Regions from separate parts of the Mus musculus genome. Here regions 2 and 3 are each linked to region 1. The links are chromatin contacts, called in public promoter capture Hi-C maps. All regions are on one chromosome and are shown on one strand. The core of a region is the stretch at or near the end of the contact, and the rest is flanking DNA. Distances in the headings are between cores, read along the strand shown.

Region 1 (3,780 bases), core at 762-3,261:
CTATAGGTTTGTAGGAAGATTTATGCTTTTAAATTTTCCTGGTTATAAAAGTGATATATCTGCAATTTGAAACACACAAAAACAAAGGCTTAAAGCACGCTTCAATTACTTTTAATCCACTATTTAGGATGAACAAAGCCCATCAAAAATGGTTGTTTTCCTTCCAGTCTTTCTTCCTATGAGTAAACACTTCTGTGCAAACACTGCTGCCATCATATTCTGAACACAGTGTTTAATCTTTTCCATCAGTCTTTCAGGAGAACTTCATCAGTGCTTTGGTACCTGCATCATCATGTGTACTGAGCAAGCATCCTGCCACTTAGCTATCCTCTCACTTTTTATTTTGAGACAAAGAATTTCACTTAATCACCCAGGCTGGTTTTAAACTTGTGACCCCCTCCCCTCCTCCTCTGCCACCAGAATAGCTGGGATTCCAGGCCTCTGCCACCAGACTGGGCTTGCCTTAATCTTTCATGCTATCATTTTTAACTGATATGCATTATAACACTGCAGAAACTAACTTTAACATTTAATTCTTTATATTTAAAGTGAAATCAAGGGTTTAAAAACAGTAATCTGTCCTAGATATTCTTGGTTGTATACACATTAATATGCCTATCAGATTCCAAAAAATGAAATTCCCAAACCTCAAGAAAAACAACATTTGATGATTAAAGCCGGAATCAATTCTTAACTAACACTGTTTCTTAAAATGTAAAGTAACATTTGAATAGTTGTTTGCTGAATTTCTAGTATTGTGTCTTTTATTCGTAAAGAATCTTGTGAAGTTTACATTAAAGAAAAAAAAAGTAAGTTCAGAGAATGAGTAACTTGTGGGATGATTCAAAATATAATATTACATGCTAGTTTCATCTACTCTTGCTGGCTATGTTTTACCTTCATAGTCATGAACCCATAAGCTTTCCAGTCTTGGAAGTACATCAACATGCCAATCACTCCAATTCTCCCTCTATTCCATCTGCCCAGAGGATTACAACTGGTTCTGTAACACAGCTAGCAAATGTTAGAAAAAGCCAGGAACTTTTAGGACCAGGCCAGAAAGCTTTCCAATAATACATCAGTTACAACATGACACCCTCATGTCATATCTGTGCATTAATGGCTATGAATATGCAATGTGTAAAAATTACTTCATCACAGAAGTTCAAGTTTCCTTCCCGCTCTCAGACAAGACTTCCGAGATCATCTATGTCAAACTGATATATTCTGGGATGTTTTGTGCTTGTCAGAACAAAGCAAATTCCCCAACACCTTTTGGCTCTGAGGATAAAATGCAAATGTGGCGGGGCTCGACATAATATATCATGCTCATCAGCTCAGTCGTGGTAATCGCAGTGCTGCCAGGCAAGCAACACTATGAAGTACCTCGGCAGCTTGTTGCTGTTGGTTACAGGGCCTGGTAGATGCAGGCGCCTAAGGATCACCGAGCACCGATTCTTGCTCGCGTTCCACACGCTAGCTACTGCACTAACCTAAACAACCCAATTCTAAGAAAACTTTTCTGATTTCTCCGCTGCACCCCGGGAAGTTGTAAGGGGGAGGAGGCTAAAAACGTAACAGAACGGTGCGCAAGAGAACGATCGATCGCAGAGCAACTAAGTTTCTGATAACGTCACACTCTTTCAGGAGATGGCTTCCTGCGTTGCCAGGCAACACTGGCCACGCGGCCCGGCGGCGTGTGCTTTCCAGCAGCAGCACCTCCTGCGGTCACATGTGTGCAACGTCGCTGTGGTCTGAGTTGGGGACAGTCATAGGCTAGTGGACCTCGGAGAGAAAGTGTGGAGGGCTCTTTACAGGAAGCAGGAAGGGAGAAATAAGTGGCGGAAGGGAAGGGGAGCGGGAAGGCGCTCGCAGGATCGGAGACCTAAAGCAGAAGACCGGCTCGGGTTACCTGGGGAGCCAGAGTTGCTGCGGGTCCTTTGTGAAGTGCCCGGATGAAGCGCCAGCACTCACGGGCCTTCCGCACAGAGAACAGCGCCATCTTGAGAAGGGCGGGGCCGCCGGCCCGGAATGACGTCTGCGGGCGAGCCGAGTTGTGCTTACTACGCATGCGCCTGTCCTCTGGGCTGCCGCTGGCCAAAGTAGCTCAGTACCGATGTTTCCTAAGTTTGCAGCGCAGGTGCGCCTTGGAATAGGTGGCCCTAGGCTTTAGTGTTTTCCCGACCATCTTCTCCTTTGTGCCAGCTTCCTTGAGGGAGACTCAAGAAATGAGTTGTTGCTCTTTAGACGTGGAAGTAAAGGAAATCACCCACCCTAAACGAAGGCTAAAAACAGACCCACGGCTCCTGGAATCCTAGCACCTTCGGATTTCCTTGGAGACCAAAGGTGGAAAAAAATAGGTAATTTCTCACCCTGCAGTTCCGAAGAAAAGCAGTCAATGATTCTGGCAAAGCCATGTCTCACCACCTGCTCTCTAATACAAAACTACATGACTTGCTATCCTGTGTTCATTGATACTGAACCTTAGACCAATAAACGTCAGCTCTCACAGTTTTGAAGTTGAACTGGGTTTATTTCATTTTCCCTCCATTGACTTATTTCTTACAGGAAAAAGTCATGTAGTTTTTTGTTTGTTTGTTTGTTTTTTAATCAAGCTTCCAGATGCAGCTTTCCATTCGTGTCTCTTAAGAATGAAGCCTGCTTCTCTTAGAGGACCATAAATGACTTTTTGAGACCTACATGCTGGTCATCGGGTCTGCAACTTTACTCTAGTGCCCTGAGTGAAACACTGATGGATATGTGTGTACCTTGCCTTCCGGAAGTGTGGGGTCTCATGGGTTCAGAGAATGAATTATGCATACTGACGAGGTGATATAGAAGCAAGTACCAAGTTCAGAGTGGACAATGCTTAGAGCTGCAGTGCTCCGCGGAGGTTCAGTAACAATGACACCAGTGATGCTTGATGGAAGATGTTTTGTGTAAAGATGATGACTTCTCTCAGTGAACTGAAAACTCTCAGATTAAAAATCAGTAAAAAATATAAAGAGCAGATTTGACACAATCCCATTGCATTGGTTATATTAGTCTAAGAAACACATACTGGAAATTATCAAAGATTCATAGGCAGTAAGCTGTATTTGAGATGCCTGTACTCCCGAGGAGTTGAAATCTAAAGTAAGATAAAACTCCAGTCATACAATAAAATCTTAGAAGCATGCAATTGTTCCAGAGTAACTGGAAGTGAGCAGGGAAGGAATTACAGGTATGAGGTGGAGAAAGCTGAAGAAGCCATGGTTCCGCCCTCAGCAGAACATAACAATATGATTTTGTTGTTAAAATTTGAGGCACATGTATTTCCAGGTGCAATGCACTTTGACTACATACCCGAGTATAGAGCCAACGGGACACTTGAGCTACAAAACATGGTAATAGACTCCAAAAACTGAATAAACTAGATTGAATTTAGAATAAAAAGTGGCCGAGTAATGGAAATAAAGTGGCCAGGAATTAATAGAAAACCCAAGACACATGGTGTAGCAGAAGCCCAGGACAAAGCCAGTCAAGAGAAGATATAGACAATGGTTACTGTAACATGGGGTTTTATAAATGCCTTAGGTGTCTAGTCTTCAGATAGAAAGCAAAGTATTACTATTTGCATAGCTATATAATTAATTAGATTATAACCCCAGGAGTTAACATTAGACTTCTAATGTTCTTAGCTATCCAGATTGCAGAATAAAAAACCCTGGCATCAAGCCAGTGATGCCAGTGCATTTTCAGAGTCTTCTGCCCAGGTGCCTATCTAGTACTGGTAACATT
Region 2 (3,780 bases), core at 844-3,343, 2.8 Mb before region 1:
TACTTAGAGGATTGTATACCCTTTCACATAATCACTCTTTACAAAGGAGATTGTAACAAGGTGCAGTAGGCTGGCTAGCCTGCTCTCTCAGCCTTCTAGAAGACAAAAGCAGGAAGATCAGGAGTTTAAGGATAGCCTTGGCTATATAACAAATTTGAAGCCAACTTGGGATACAGCAGTGCTTATCTTAAATAAATCAAAGATGGCTAGGGAGAGAAAGTGTTGAAAGCCAACAAGCTATAAACACTGACACTATCTAGCTAGTAAAAGAATCACAAAGTAACAAAGCTAAACAAAATATATATAAAAAAAATTCCAAAGTCTGCGAACTACAATTTTATATTCAAATATTTTCTGTGTAGAAAAAAAGTGGGAAAAATGCAAAACAAATAATGAATTATTTAATAAATAACTATGTAACACTAAACAAAGTATGTCATAATAAAAATAACGAAAAGTGGGGTGCAAATACAGCCAGATCATGGTCTAGGAGGGCAAAATGAGCAAGTTTATTCCCAAAACAGTCGTAAATAAAAATGGAAACATTTTTAGAAAAAAAAATAGTAAAAGTTCTTTAATAAGAAACAAAGCTGAGTGACCCCTCTCCTCCCTGCCCCTCCCTCTTCTCACAGAGAGCACTGCCTGCCAAGAAAGCTAGACCATATGGTTAAAGGGAAGTCTTGCTGCTTTATCTTTGTAGTCCTGGCTGCCAGGGATCTCATTCTGTAGCTGAGCCCAGCCTCTGCTTCCCCAGGGCTGGAATCAAAGGTCTGTGCTGCCTCTATGGCTGCTGCCACCACCACTGGCTTAAGCACTTCCAATTCATCTTTTGTGGCCACCACACTGGCTGCTTCCAACCCTGCCATAGTCAACATTGTATCATTTTATTACAATAATTAGGTAGATGACCACTAAAGGGCAGTTATAAACAGCAGACATAATTAATGGGAAATTGTGGAAGCACAACAAGAATGCTTGCAAGACAAGGGGACCTCCTGGTCATCCATTATACTCTGTATTATATTCAGGGGATGGTTCGTTTTAACGATCAAAACCTAGCCTCGGCTGGGAAGGAAGTTCCCATTCACTCAGTGAGGAGCAGTCTAGAGTAGGTTGGCCCTGGACATGCTTCTGAGGGAATTTGTTTAAAAACTGGGTTGTTAGAAAGCCCCCCCCCCCCATATGTGTGAGGCCATTTCATAGGTTGGGCCCTAGTCTGAACGAATGAGTGAGGGAACTAGCTGATCACTGGTGAGCGCATCCATCACATCACTGCCCTCTGTTCTTGTCTGTGGATGCCATGTTACTAGCTGCTTAAGTTCCTGGTGCCTCGACTTCCCAGCAATGATGGGCTCTGAGAGAAACTGTGAGCCAAATAAACTCCACCCCCCCCCCCGCCCCCAAGTTTCTTCTGTCATGCTATTATCACACCAACAGAAAGCAAAGGTAAACTTAGCGATAGTTTAGATTAGTAGTTCTCAACCTTCCTAATGCAGTGACTCTCTAACACAGTTCCTCGTGTTGTGGTGACCCCCTAACCATAAAAATAATTTTTTGTTATTGCATAACTGTAATCTTGCTACTGTTATGAATTGTAATGTAAATATCTGATATCTGACCCTTGTGAAAGGGTCTTTGGTCCTGACCCACATGTTGAGATATGCTGGTTTAGATACTTGCAATAGTTTAAAAACAAAACAGGATTAGGTGTGGGGCCACTAGTAATCTGTCCCCACACTTCTTCAGCCCTGTGCCAAACTCCATTGACAGACCTTGGCAACCATGACCCCCTGCCCTTGTCCCTTGTCCCTTGTCCGTGGGCCTAGTGGGCACTACTAAGTGGATGTCTCGAGGCGCGGAGCTTACATCTGACCCTGTGTACCTAAAGCAAGACAAAGGAGGAAGGGGACAGATGCCTCCCGGCCCTCTTCTCGGAAGGCTCTAGAGCTCTGAGCGCCCCCGCATTCCACCGCTTTGTGCGAAGGGGCGAACCCCGCGGGACACGGCGTGGAGCTGCCGGCCCCTCCCGTGAGTCGCCCTGGCCGCCCGCGCCGCACCCACTTCCTCTTTCCCTTCCGCGCGCCAGCCAACCGCTCGCCAAAAATTCCTGTCACTTCTGACAGGAAGCGGGGAGGCCGCGCCGGGGCGACCAGCATCGCATCTCCGCCGCGACCCCGGACCCGGTCGTCTGCAGGGTCCCGCCTGCGCCTGGGCCCCAGCCCCGCCCGGTTCTCCACCCCCGGCTCGGCCCAGTCCTCTGTCCCCGCCTCGGCCGCGGTCCGCCCGGTCCTCCTTCCCGGTCCCTGCCGCTCGGCCCTCCGTCCCCGCCCGGCTCAGTCCTCGGTCGCTCCGTCGCCCGATCTTCAGCCACCGCGCAGCCAGGTCCTCCGTCGCGGTGGCGGCCGGGTCCTCGGGCGCGAGCCCGCCATGGAGGTGGAGGAGGCGTTCCAGGCGGTGGGCGAGATGGGCCTCTATCAGATGTACTTGTGCTTCCTGCTGGCTGTGCTGCTGCAGGTGAGTCCCCGGCTCCCCGCGGCCCCCGGGGCGCTCTCAGCTCAGGCTGGCCCCAGGTGTGGCGCGAGAGCGCAGGGAGGGAGGGGGCGGGCGGGCGCCGCGCGGTGGCGGGCCAGCCACTGAGCTCTCCCAGGCTGTCACCCAGAGCCTGGCACTGACACTTCGCCACCAGAGCTAGTTGAAAGATGAAACCCATTACCCGGGATCAAAAGGATTCGGCACCCTAACCCCTTACAGAGTGAGACAGAGAAAGCATGGACAACCTGCCCACAAAAGATCAGGTCTAGCTAGTATGGCCTCCTTCAGCCCTCTCTGAGATTGAGGGAGGCTTCCTATTAAAGGGGCTTTCCATCCACGGGAATTTATTTCTCTCTAGTTAAAGTTCTACTGGGTTATTAAGCTCCGAGGCCAGCTTTGGTCTAGGGAAATGATACCATCCACACAGTGTGGTTCATTGTATTGAATTCTCAGAAACCAGCTGCACACCTCAACCTAAAACTCTTGATTTTAGGAGTCCTTGGGCTCTTTAAGAGGTTCATTCTTGTAGTCCTAGCACTATGGAAACTGAGGCAGGAGAAGGATGGCTCTTCTTCTAGGCAAATTCAAAGCCAGCCTGAGCAGCTCAGATTGTCCCTAGGAAGCAGGTCAGTCAGTGGTAAAGCCCTAGATGTGCAAGGCTCTGGGTTTGATCCCTACCACCAGGGCCAGAAAATGAAGCTAGCTCCCTGTCCCGGAGGCTTGCAATCCTGGGATGAAGTGGTCTGTGACACTGACACTGTGAGGCTGACAGCTGAGCTAAGTAAGTTAAGGTATTATTGCAAGGGAAGTACTGGCTGGCCGCGGTTATAACCAGAGCCCACAAGTTGCTTCAACGTTGTGTTGATGCTGCAGCAGGAAGAGAGGCAGTAAGGTAAAACTTAATCTACTGATTCTCTTTCCCCATTAAAATCTTCAGTTGACTTCAGCACCAGGCAGAACATCGGTTCAAGTGGTGATACTTGGAAGCCTTTCTCTTAGCAGAGTAAGAATTAGTATAGAGAAATAGAACTGCAACTGCAATGTCTGGTCTTCATGTATAATGGTTTCTTTGACAATATTCCATCTAACCAGGAGTTCCAAGTATATATCCCCTCTCCTGGCAATCCTTTTGGCCACTTCTCTGCTCCACTTCTTGTGTTAGCATCTTATTTGCCTAGCCAGGTGGTTGCCAACTTAGAATCAAATCTTGAGTGTGGCACTGAGAAGGCCAGTATTCTGGGTCAGGAC
Region 3 (3,780 bases), core at 565-3,064, 2.1 Mb before region 1:
TTGCAAATCAGGGGAGGAGAGCAAGGCTCCTGAGAGCATGGGGATTACAGGAGAGTGAGAGGAAGAGGGGGCAAGACTGGCCCAAAGCAGAGGCTGGTGTGTGCTTTCTCTCCCCAGGGCTGGCAGCCAGGTGGCCAGTGACTAGAACTTAGCAGCAGAGACAGCTGCATGCTGTTTCTCAGAAAGGGATGTCTTAGGCATCCTTTATGCAAACAAGGTTTTCGTTTTAAAAGCAATGTGATCCATGTTGGGGTGAATACACATGTACACACATGCACACGCACACGCACACACACATGCATGTTAACACACACACAGTATTTCTTTGTTAAATCAATAATTTTCCCCCATTTTTAAAATGGTTTTGTTAGTGATTGATTAAAAACTATGTATACCTTTGACTGTGGATGTAGCTCAGTGGTTGAGTGCCTGCCTAGCATGTTCAAGTTTCCATCCTCAACACCCCAAAGGGAAGACAAGAAATGATGCTGACATCTTAGATAGTAACAGTTTGCACACATTGCAAATATCTTGGCTTGACTTCTCACACATTTAATAGCTCTTTGTACATGCATAGATTCTAGATTTTTATGTGGCCTCTAACGTCCATCTTTACTATTTCTGAATTGTGCAATACATATAGGAAGATTTTCCATACTCAAGAATAGGAATTCTTTTATGTTTCCTGTTAAGTCTTATTTCACTTGGATTTTTCCCCCCTTGGAATTAATATTTTAACTCAACTGAAATGCACTGTTGTGGCTGTTGTTAAGCATCTGAAATGGAAAAACCGTGATTTTGAAGACCTTTTCTCACTGAATTCTAAAGAATCAAAAGACTATATGTTCACTGTATCTCTTGCTCACGTGACCTCTCTGTTGTCTTTTTAGGGACATTAGTCCTTGTATCCCTGTTCACTATTTTTTTATAGTCTTAGGACAAGAGAGATATCTTGGTACTTAAGAGCTCAGGCTGCTCTTCCGGAAGACCCAGGTTTTATTCCCAGCACCCACGAGGCAGCTCACAACCATCTGTAACTTAAATTCCAGGAGATCGATGGACTCCTCTGGCCTCTTCAGGCATGGCGTTCATGGGTGTTGCAGTCACTTTTCAATGGCTGTGACAAACCATCATGACCAAGGCAACTTAGAGAAGGAAGAATCTACTGTGCTCTTACAGGTCCATGGCCAGCATGGCCGGGAGTATGGCAGCAGGCATGAAGCATAGCGCTGGAGCAGTAGCTGGGGGGGTTTTACATTCCTATCCACAGCAGGAGACAGACAGATAGACAGAGTGGGGAAGGGGAGAGGGAAGAGAGAGAGAGAGAGAGAGAGAGAGCTAACAGGACCACAAGGGCTTTAAAGATTTCTAAGCCTACCCTCAGTGACGCACCTCCAACAAGGCCACGCCTCCCAATCCTTCCCAAATATACATATCTGAATTCTATTCCTATGACCTTTTGCCGGTGAGTCTACTTGGTCCTGTTGAAGGCAGCACAGCTGAGTGGCCAGCTATGTTTAAGCCCTTGTTTACAAAAGGGTAGCTATGGCAACTGACCTCCCAGTTCCTCTTCTTCCTCTGGTGGGGTGCTAAAACCCAACACCCTAAGCTGTTTTTGTAAAGATTAAAATGTGACACAGACACCTATTTCGGTTAAGGAGGGCAGCAAATGCATGAGTCGTTTTGATAGGGTCTCTGTCTCTCTCTCTCTCCTTCCCCATCTCTACCTCTCCCTCTCCCCCTCCCCCTCCCCTACTGTGAACAGCAGGCATGAAAGACACGTGGTTCAGGTTGCTGGGTGTGGCTTCTGCCAGCCTCACCACAGTCCTGACAGAAAGAACTCAGAGTCACCCCTGGGAAAAGAACTCTAAAGATGAAATGTAAATTCCTGGGTAGCTTCTTTCTGCTCTTCAGCCTTTCCGGCAAAGGTAAGCATTCGCGTGGAGCTCTTCCGGAGACCTTGGAGTGGACATTAGAGGCGAAGAGGGAGATCCTCCGTAGTCCCGAGACCTCAGAAACCATCTTACTTTTTTACAGGGGCGGACTGCAGAGACAATGAGACCATCTGGGGTGTCTTGGGTCATGGCATCACCCTGAACATCCCCAACTTTCAAATGACTGATGATATTGATGAGGTGCGATGGGTAAGGAGGGGCACCCTGGTCGCAGAGTTTAAAAGGAAGAAGCCACCTTTTTTGATATCAGAAACGTATGAGGTCTTAGCAAACGGATCCCTGAAGATAAAGAAGCCGATGATGAGAAACGACAGTGGCACCTATAATGTAATGGTGTATGGCACAAATGGGATGACTAGGCTGGAGAAGGACCTGGACGTGAGGATTCTGGGTAAGTCTCCATTCCCTAAAGGTTTTCATTTTAGGACGGCTGCTATGTAGAAAGTTGGGGAGCAGCCTTTCTGTAGCATCCCCATCCAATGTTACCTGTGTGGCCCACAATGAAGACTCCAGTGGGTGAGGGTGGCTCTAAAGCCTGTCTGCCTTTCATTCTCTCTTTGGGTGGCTGTGGGGTTGTACAAAGACTCCCAGGTGACAGACAGGCATTAATCAGAAAGAAGACAGGTTAGCAGAGAAAAGACATGGACATCCTTGGTGGCCGATGAAGCTGTAGCTAGACAGGATGTCAGAGGGTGCCTAGGAGCAGTGAGCCTCTTGTCTGGAGAGCTATGTTTAAGCCAGGGTATGATGAGAGGGCATGATACTGAAGAGCAACAGGAGAAGACCAACCAGGAGTCCTCTCCTGTCATCCAAGCGAAGCCAAGCAGGTGGTCTTAGTCTTGGTGAGAACCAGCAAGTGAGCTGTAAGAAGTGACTCATGCCCAGGCTCCTGGCAGCATGGAGTATGTGTGCCAGTGGGATCTATAGCGTTCCAAGAGCTTCTAGTGAGAAGAGTTGTCATTGATAGTCATTGGCCTGGAGTAAAGGGTGCCAGGGAGATGAGGAAGGGTGCAAACATGCCGGGTGTGGGGGTGAGGAGGAAGTGAAGAAGCTTGGGTGGGTGAGAAAGAAGAAAACGAAGCCTGGGATGCTGTCGAAGCTGAAAGTCCAGGGACAAACTGGCAGCTCACACCAATGGGTGAGAGGAGAAAGCCTGCCCTTGGCTTGCGGAGAAAGCTGAGAATGCCTTGTGCAGAATAGATCAGCCATTCAGGGAGCACACAAACATTCTGAGCTTCACACAGGAAATGTCACTATAGAAAGGGCTCCCCTCATCCCCCCGTGGGTGTCCTTCCTGTCCAATACTCAGCACCTGGGCCTAACACCAACCTCTCTCCAGGGCCCCCTGTTAGCTCCTCTGTGCACAACTCTTCCCAGACCCAAATCCTGTAACTTTATCTAGAGAGAATGTCCCAGAAACGGGGTGGGAATGAGAACGACCACTCATCGTATCGAACCCTGTATAGCCTATTCATGTACTCTGTCACTGCGGTGACCATGGCTACTGGAGAGAAGTCAGGTGCTTGTTAGGTAGCCTGGTTTTCTTTGGCAATCCTGAGAACTTTAAATTACAAGCTTCTATCCACCTATAAGGAAACGGGCCTGGCCAGAAGTGGCCGTGTTCTCACTGTTAGACAGGAACAAGGTCAGGCCTTCCCTTGACAAGGATGGTGATATCCCAAACAAGCTCATTGGTATACAATTCACATACCACACAGTTTGCCCGTTTGCCGTGCGCAGTTCAACAGCTTTCTGCATAGTCACAGAGTTACGCGGTTACCACCATAGGCAACATTTTCCCTACCCCCCTCAAAGGAAACCCATA

What was found. Promoter capture Hi-C pulls out the DNA fragments that hold promoters and counts their contacts.
Region 2: a promoter capture Hi-C map of liver shows a contact between it and region 1, with 2.9 times the contacts expected there. The contact joins the promoter of Slc22a15 here to the promoter of Wars2 in region 1. A contact is called at or near these places in 2 of 39 promoter capture datasets (the C10 cell line and liver).
Region 3: a contact with region 1 is called in a promoter capture Hi-C map of pre-B cells, with 2.5 times the contacts expected there. The contact joins the promoter of Cd2 here to the promoter of Wars2 in region 1.

Annotation. Positions count from the first base shown.
Region 1 is chr3:99,139,321-99,143,100 of GRCm38.p6, reverse strand. Wars2 (tryptophanyl tRNA synthetase 2 (mitochondrial)) reads right to left here and starts at 2,011. Exons shown (of 6, transcript NM_027462.4): 1 at 1,913-2,011. The coding sequence starts at 2,002.
Region 2 is chr3:101,922,766-101,926,545 of GRCm38.p6, reverse strand. It overlaps Slc22a15 (solute carrier family 22 (organic anion/cation transporter), member 15), which reads left to right and starts at 2,093. Exons shown (of 12, transcript NM_001039371.2): 1 at 2,093-2,514. The coding sequence starts at 2,428.
Region 3 is chr3:101,285,973-101,289,752 of GRCm38.p6, reverse strand. It overlaps Cd2 (CD2 antigen), which reads left to right and starts at 1,814. Exons shown (of 5, transcript NM_013486.2): 1 at 1,814-1,928; 2 at 2,038-2,346. The coding sequence starts at 1,874.